Linked DNA regions of Mus musculus: regions 1 and 3 are each linked to region 2. The links are chromatin contacts, called in public Hi-C and promoter capture Hi-C maps. All regions are on one chromosome and are shown on one strand. Each heading gives the region's core, a stretch centred on a gene start, on an enhancer-like site or on the middle of the called end of the contact. The rest is flanking DNA. Distances are from core to core; before and after follow the strand shown.

Region 1 (2,700 bases), core at 61-2,560, 4.5 Mb before region 2:
AAAAACACAAAAACCACAAGGGAACAGATGTTTAAGTCTGCAGAGAAATTTTAATGCACAGGTTGCCTGGGGGAAGGAAGGTAATGACTATAAAAAATGTCAAATGCCCAACAGGTGGAAGGACTTATGGTCACAGACCTAGGAGTAGGAAGAAGCGGATCTAAATGCACCTTCAGAGCTGAGCTGAAACCATCAATGAATTTTTTCTACTCCACATTTCCACAAAGTAGACTTTTCTTATCACAGATTCTAGTTGGCCCATCCTGAGACACTTGGTATGTCACTATGTCTTTATTATTATGATCTGAAAATATGTTGTTCCCCAACCTAACCTCTCCCCATCCCAACCCCCACCCCCAGCCATCCTGCCCTTTGCAGATCCCATCTCCTTGAACATCCCAACCTGACAATGAAACCCGTGTGACACAATCTACATGGGAGTTCACAGTAAAAAAAAAATTTTTTTTGTTTTTTTGTTTTGTTTTTTTGGTTTTTCGAGACAGGGTTCTCTGTATAGCCTGTATATCTCTGTATAGCCCTGGCTGTCCTGGAACTCACTCTGTAGATCAGGCTGGTCTCGAACTCAGAAATCCACCTGCCTCTGCCTCCCGAGTGCTGGGATTAAAGGCGTGCGCCACCACGCCCAGCTTCACAGTAAAATTTTAAAGGAAGAAAATATATTACATGTACTAATCTCTGGCCGAAGGACAATTGGCTACATCGACCTCTACGGGTACAAAGGCGATAACCATCGTGATTATCTGTGTACAGCGTAGTAACACTGGAACCCAAGGCTCTGGCAATCTCTCCCTACAGGATCGCCCTGAACTTGTGTATCAGGGCCCTACAGGCCATTCCCCTCATCCGGGCAGGCTATGGGAAGACGGGTTACCCCCGACCTCACACCCAGAGATCCTGCAGCGAGTGTGCTCCACACCCGCTGACAGGAGGCCTCTGTGCCTCCGGGGTCGCCGGTGCACCCTATCCCTCACAGTCCACAAACCCTCTAGCGACAATTTGCCCGGGGCTGGCCCTCCTACCCACCCACCTGCAGTTCCTACAGCTCAGGCAGTGGGCGGGCACACGGACCCAACAGCCTCGGGCGACTGGGCAAGACCCCCAGCCCCAACTCAAGCACCGGCTACCGGCGCTCGGCCGCCATCCCTCACCTGCGACAACATGACGACCCTGCGCCAACCCGCCCCCCACTTCCGAGAGCCACGACAGCAAAGCTGCCACGCGATCCAGCTCTACAGCCGACGTCACAAGCGCACCAGGAAGCCACTTGGTGGGAGGGCGCAACTCCAGAGACCGGAAGGCGATAGGCGGGTCCATACCTTGGGGCGGGGCTCCATAGTGGGCGGGGCGGAAAGAGCTGGTCCACGCGACGGACGCGGGCGGTAGGAGGCGGGGTGTGTGGGCGGGGCCTTGACGCAGAGACTCTGTAGGGGCTGAGGTGGAGGTGGGCGGGGCAAGCGTGAGCAGGGGCAAGGGCTGCACTTCTAAGGAAAAGCAAAACGCTTGGGAATAAACTGGCTAACTTAATGGGTTCTAAAGCGAAGTTTCTTGGGTTATGAATGGAAAATGTTTTTTGCTACCAAAGAAGTACAAACTGTGAGTCATTACCACCAGCAGGGACGCCCTGAGAGAGGCGGAGCTTTATAATTTAACCTTGTAAATGTATTGTATTTTAGTATAGTCTTTCTTAAGCGATTTAAATGTTAAAGAAAATTGAGAAATAAATGTGTCCTTGGAAAGAAATTAAAAAAAAAAAAACCGAGTAAGAAAGAGACAAGAAGACTAGCGTAAGCAGTGAGGGTACTGCTGTAAGGGGCATAACCTCAGAACAAGAAGAGAGGCCAGTATCGCGCCTCTGCCCTCCATGTACCAATTATATAACCAATCTCTATGTACATCCTTCCTCGGCTGTAAAGTGGGAAGGACGGTGATGGCTTTACAGAGCATTTAGTAAAGTGGCACAAATTTGCTTTTATTACTGTTTTAAGTCACCTGCTGATGGCATGATCATGCCTAGACCTAAAATTCAGAGATTTTTTTTTTTTTTTTTTTTGGTTTTTCGAGACAAATTCAGAGAGTTTAAAGCCATCTTTGCAACTGTAATGATAGAGATATTCTGTTTGCTCAACTATGTCAGACTGTTGGAGGCTCATGCAATGTCCCTCTCACCTTTTCTTAACTGAAGGGACTCTTCACAGAACCCGGGGTTTTATCTGGTTCTTTGCCAGGACTATGTCAAACCCAGTGTTACAATAATGAAGAAACATGGACCTAGTTCCCAAAAAAGAGAAAGCAGGCAAGGTAATTGCGCATCTTCGTGTGAAGCTGGACAAATGACCTATGTCCTAACCTGCTTGGACAAAGATTTTGGTGGCCCACCCTGTGTTGTGAGGTTGTGTGGAAAAAAAATTTTTTTGGTTCTCACTTTTTATATGAATGCAATTTGAATTCACTACCATATTTTAAGATATAGAGCATTTGACAAGAAAGTGAATTTCCCACTTGTTAGGATTTTTGTCTTCCTTTTTGGAGGACTGGTGTGTGTGTGTTGGGGGGGGGGTTCTTTGCTTGCTTTTGAAACAGGGTGTTGCCTCCTAGTACCAACTGACTAGATGCTCTGTCCTCCTGCCTTGCCCCTATCTCCCCTCACCCTCAAGAACTGGAACTTAATGACGGGGAAAG
Region 2 (2,700 bases), core at 133-2,632:
GAAGAACAATGAGTGGTTCTATGCCCCAAGCACTCAGGCAGGGTCCCTGCTCTCCATCAGCACTTGTCACACTTGTCACACTGAACCGCCACGTTTTATGTACATGTCTGCTTCCCTTTCCCACCCCAGCCCACTGTGAGAGAGGAGTCTAAGGCCTCATTGATCCCACAGCTCTTCAGCAAGTCTGGCCTCTGGACTTCTGACCTCCTCCATCAGCCTTCTCACCTGTATCCTAGGATCCAGTTCCTCCTCCTCTCTAGGGGACAATTTGGTCTCACTGCTGTTGCTTCCACTTCCTCCAGGCTCCTCTGCGACCGGGCTCCTAGGGCCCTCATCCTCTACCACCTCTGACCGAAGTTCCCCCTGCGGAGTCTCCCGGCCCCCTGCAGCCTTTTTGAGATCAGCCATGCTGGCTGGAAGAGGGCAAAGCCCTATGCACAAGAGAGGGCTGGCATGCTGGGAGCAGGGCCCCAGTTTGAGGCTTCCTGGACTTTGGATGGAACAGAATAGGGCTTTCTCTTCTCAAAGGCCGAAGAGAAGCAGCACAGATGGGCCTCGCGTTCAGTTAGAGGCTGAGCTTCGAACTGCTGAGGAGGTCCTTATAACTAAAGCTTCGTCTGTGCAAAAGTTCTTCACACCTCACCACGGGGAGCCCACCAAGAGACCCCAGCGGCAACAGCTCCAACTCAAGGAGCAAAGGGGGCCTGGATCCTGGGCCGACGCCTGGGAAGAGGAGCACCATTCGGGAGGGTGGAGGCAAGCGCCTCCAGGCTGTGGTGGCAGATGGAGAGAAAGCTAAGTCCAAGCAGAGGGTGGGAGATGCGCCTCTGGGGAGCTGCAGGAGACACAAAGGTCAAGTTACATAGGATGTCAGCATCAGAACCTTGGCCAGCAGCCTCCTCCGCGTCCTGGGTCTCCCCAAGATACCACTGGTTTCCCAACACACACTCCCGAGATCCGACCAGTCCCCCACCTCAACTTCTTTCCTCCGGCCTCAAGGACTTTAGGTCCGACTCTGCTCGCGTCCCTGTTCCCTCCACAGTCCCTCCCCTTCCAAACTTCCCTCTGAGCCCCACCCTCTCTCCTCCACACCCTTTTTCTACCAAGCCCGTCCCCCTCGGTCCGGCTTTGCAATTCACCTTCTATCCCCCAACCTTGCCTCTCCAGCCCTGGGGGCCATCTGAGCCTCCAGGCTCCAAGCGCATACTCTTCCGCGGACCCAGCGTCTGAGTCCCAGCCATCCCATGTAACCAGGCGAAAAAAAAAATGCCCCTTCCCGGCTTTACCTCAGTTTACCTTGCTTTACGGGGAGCGTCTACGGAGCAAACAATCTTCCCCCTCCCTCCGCAACAAGACCGTCCAACCAAAAACGCCCTGGCAGAGAGGAAACGGAAATACGCCATCGCGTAAAAACGCTATTTTTTTTTTTCCTCTCTGACAAGTATTGCCCGATGTAAGCTCACGCTCGGCGTGCTAAACGTTCAGGGTCCGTACAAGATGGCGCTACTCTACATCCGACGTCGCCTTTCCTAGCTCCCAGTTCACCCGCCAACCAAGCCTAAATAAAATGAATGCATGAGTAAGAGTTGCTGAGGAAAACTACAGCAGGTGATGAAAATCGATAGTCCCTCCCAATTCGAGAAATGCTAGCAATAGTGTCGTACGCGGGAGCGGCCATCGTTGCTTTAGGAACAGAGGCGGGGCTAAGGACTGTCACTGCCTGGCGCGACCGGAGGTGATGCAACTTCCGGTTTCGGCTAGCTCCTATCTGGGTATTGCTAACAAAAACGAAGTCGTTTTTCAAAAGTGATTTTTTTTTTCCTTTTCTTTTCTTTTTTCTCGGTTCAGTGAATCCGGCGGACTCTAGGTCGAGACAGGTGGGTGAACCTCTCCCGACACCTGCAGCGGGCGCCATCTCTCCCGCTAAGTAGCCGGCCTCACGGGACGCCGGCTACCGCGTGAATGCAGAGGATCTCACTGTTAGCTCACTTTCCTAGAGTGGGAGGAGGAGGCTCGAACTTAGCCCAGTGAGCTCCCTGCTTCGTTCATGGGTGGTCTGGATACCAGTGCTATGTGTGGCTTGCAAGACGGACCGAAGCCATGGATGGGATGCAGGATGGATGCTTGCGTGGTACAAATGTCTGACGGCCTCGGGGCCCCAGGCTTTTTTTCTGGAGATGAAACACGTATCCGGGCCCAATTCTCTTCCCATTGGGTTCTGTTGAACATAGCCCGTGTTTAGTAAATCGGTAAAGAGTCTGTTTAGTCAAGAGCTGCCTTCCTATCTGTGAAGGAGTCTTTAGGTGTTTCTAGAGGCATGAGAATGGAGGAGGACGGGGTTCCACAGTCTGAAGTGAAAGGAATTCCAGAGCTGGTCCCTGTTAGGGTCCAGGAGTCGCCCCACAAACCACAGGAATATCAATCTCAGTCAGACAGGGATAGTGTATTGAATGCACACCCCACGGTCGGTAGACATAGCTTAGACTCTGGAACTGAATGCTACTATCATGAACTTCGTTTCAGGGTCAGTTTATATAGGCAGAAACCCATAATGAACTCACAAGCAATTGCGGGGAGGGCTTGTAGGGTTATTGGCCTTTTTCCAAGTTGTGTGTGTGTGTGTTTAAATAATTTAGACATAACAGTTCAAGTTGACTTCTATCTTGCTTAGCTCTGAGTGAAGTCTGCAATTGGGGAGTT
Region 3 (2,740 bases), core at 220-2,719, 4.3 Mb before region 2:
CTGCCCTCCCACCCTGGCTTTTCTCTTTTGGATTTCTTTGTAGCCCTGGCTCACTACTGTAGACGAGGCTGGCCTGAACTCTGCCTGCCTCTTCTCAAGAAAGCTACAGTTCTTAACACATCCTAGACCTAAAAGGGAAGTATTTTTCAAATTACTAAAATACATTTACAACTAGCCAAACCAGCCCAACTGGGTTCAATTGTAAGACCACATTAACTGAAAATTTTAAGACCCAAGTTAATGGACTAGAAGGTCTAAGTTCTTAGAAGACCAGGTTTGACTGCCAGCACTAATTGTGGCTCACAACCACCTAAGTCCGGTGCCATTTTTTTCTAGCATCAAGACAGCAAACACACACAAAAATGGCTCTATAGGGGGCTGGAGATGGCTCTGTGGTTAAGAGCACCGACTGCTCTTCGGAAGGTCCGGAGTTCAAATCCCAGCAACCACATGGTGGCTCACAACCATCCGTAATGAGATCTGATGCCCTCTTCTGGTGCATCTGAAAACAGCTACAGCGTACTTAGATATGATAAATCTTAAAAAAAAAATGGCTCTACAGTAAGAGCTGTGCACTGTTGCCTTACTTAACCACCCCCATCAGCTACAACCAGTATTGAGTACAGGCAAAACTGATGCTCATACATGAACACTCTAGCTCAAATCAAAACGGTCTAAAATCCCAAGCTGAAAGCTTACCTCATGGGAGGCCACAGCTGTTGGCAATCTTCCACTCTTAAATCCCCAACCTAGAAGTACAGCAGTTGTTAAAAGTCCAGCCCAAGTTAAACCTAAACCCCAGCCACCGGTGTGGGCTTGACTGCAGTCAGCCAGGAGCAGTTATCGTCAGTTATCGACTCTGACGGCACTTCCTACTTAGTCATCTCATCACAGCAGTCAAGCTTTCTGCTGTCCTCCAACTAGTAGTTCCAGCCACTAAATGGAGACACGTCTTAAATTTATGTATGTGCCCACATGGGCCAGGGTATGTTGGGAGTCCCTGGAGCGAAAGCTACACAGCCTCTTGTCTATGAACCCCACCTGATACTCCAGAAACCCTTACCTCATGGTGGGATGATACTGCTCCTATTCCACGTTGTCAACGTCCCGTCTGAAAGGTTAGAAGAGTAAGAGTCATGAGGGGCAATTAGAACACTTGTGTTCAGCACTGGGTCGCCGAGGCTTAAACGACTGCAGTCAGCTAACTAGGGATGTCGTCAGTTGTCGCATCGGACGGCACTTCCTTTTTTTTCTAGTTTCATCATCATTGCAGCCGACACCCCGCCCACGCGCGGCGCCCCGCGATGCAGACCTCGACTTACCAGGCTCCCCTAGATCTGTGCAGCGCACAAGGCGGAGCTGAGAGGCTGGGCCCGGGCTCAGCATCGCTCCAGACCGTCACCAGCAGGCCACGGCGAAGGGACCAGCTCAACGAGCGAGAAGAGCACGATCCCATGATGGCCGCAGAGAAAGACGGCGCGTGAGCGCCCTCCTCTTAAGGGCTAGGAATAGACCACTCCTCACCCCAGGGAGGTGAGGGCGGCAAAGGCTCACGGGAACTTCCAGCGGCCCGCCTCGCGACCCAGGCCTCCCCCGTTCTGTTGAGCGAGTGGTCTCCCCCGCCCCGGGGGATTCTGGGTAGCGAAGAGCGCGCGAGCTCCAGCGCGCCTGCGTGTTGGGTTAAGCGCGGACTCGACATCCTTTCCGCGGTTTTCCGTCCTCGTTGTCTTCCCTGACTTATTAGTCCTTTGTGAACGTGTGTAGTGTGTGAAATGTGTAGTCAGACCTGACAGTGCAGGCCTGTAATCGTAATCGATTAGGAACCCGACGCAAGAATTCGAGTCCAGCCTGGGCAATTTAATGAGCCCCTGTCTCTATTTTAAATTTAAAAAAAAAAAAAAAAAAGCGGGCCTATATAATCTAACTGGGTGGTGGAGAGCCTGGCTCATCTACGCTAACACACACGAAACCGCGTTCAAAGACAAACGCTGTTACAAAAGTGTAATGATTGGGGCCGTTCTGCACCCCATTATTTTTACAACATATCCACGGAGTCTCTCAAGGCCCTATGCAGACGGCCCTCATCACATTCCTTAGAGAACTGTAGAATCAAGAAGAGCTCTTGATCCATTTCCATTGCCCCCTGCTCTTTCCACTTCTGACTGGAGAGACTTGCATCGGGCATAGGTAATAGAAAACTGCTAATGCTATGCCTTCAGTATATGAGTATGTTTGATTTTCTCAAGGGTTGGGGATGCAGTGTTTCCCTAGCAAACATGAAGTTCTGAGCTCCATCCCCAGCACCTCATAAACTGGACATTGTGACAAACTCCCAAGCTCTGGGTATGTGGAGGCAGCAGAATCAGAAGTTCAAGGTCATCTTCAGCTATGAGGTCAGCCTGGGATATGTGAACCTGAAGACTAGAGTAGGGTTCTTGTGAGTTCAAGACCAGCCTGGCCTACGGAATGAAATCCTGTCTCAAAACACCTCAGTGCAAAATCTGTTGAGCTAGTATATATGATATGCTGGGTTCTACCCAGCAACACACACATAAGTGCTTGCATGCACTTCTTATGCAAATAGGCTGAGGAGGCAACTCATTTTGACAGAACTAGACAGGTGGTCATGAGACTGCAATCTTGGTGGTCTGAGGAATAAACAGAATTTTGATGGAGGGAGGGAAGTCCAGGCCAAAACATTCTTAAAGGGAATAAGATAATTTCCCTTGGAGCCAAATAT

Evidence for each region. Promoter capture Hi-C pulls out the DNA fragments that hold promoters and counts their contacts. Hi-C and Micro-C count contacts between places; a contact is called where the count stands out from the background.
Region 1: a contact with region 2 is called in a Hi-C map of Th1 cells, with 7 times the contacts expected there. The contact joins the promoter of Tvp23b here to the promoter of Sh3bp5l in region 2. A contact is called at or near these places in 2 of 484 Hi-C or Micro-C datasets (CD4 T cells and Th1 cells).
Region 3: a contact with region 2 is called in a promoter capture Hi-C map of pre-B cells, with 5 times the contacts expected there. The contact joins the promoter of 2410006H16Rik here to the promoter of Sh3bp5l in region 2. A contact is called at or near these places in 2 of 39 promoter capture datasets (liver and pre-B cells).

The regions. Positions count from the first base shown.
Region 1 is chr11:62,878,065-62,880,764 of GRCm38.p6, reverse strand. Tvp23b (trans-golgi network vesicle protein 23B) reads right to left here and starts at 1,310. Exons shown (of 7, transcript NM_026210.5): 1 at 1,170-1,310. The coding sequence starts at 1,181.
Region 2 is chr11:58,329,389-58,332,088 of GRCm38.p6, reverse strand. Sh3bp5l (SH3 binding domain protein 5 like) reads right to left here and starts at 1,382. Exons shown (of 7, transcript NM_024480.5): 1 at 1,297-1,382; 2 at 226-835. The coding sequence starts at 408. It also overlaps a transcript of Zfp672 not described here.
Region 3 is chr11:62,601,606-62,604,345 of GRCm38.p6, reverse strand. It overlaps 2410006H16Rik (RIKEN cDNA 2410006H16 gene), which reads right to left and starts at 1,469. Exons shown (of 5, transcript NR_030738.1): 1 at 1,323-1,469; 2 at 1,064-1,111; 3 at 700-749. It overlaps Snord49b (small nucleolar RNA, C/D box 49B), which reads right to left and starts at 1,260; the gene lies at 1,198-1,260. Snord49a (small nucleolar RNA, C/D box 49A) reads right to left here and starts at 886; the gene lies at 825-886.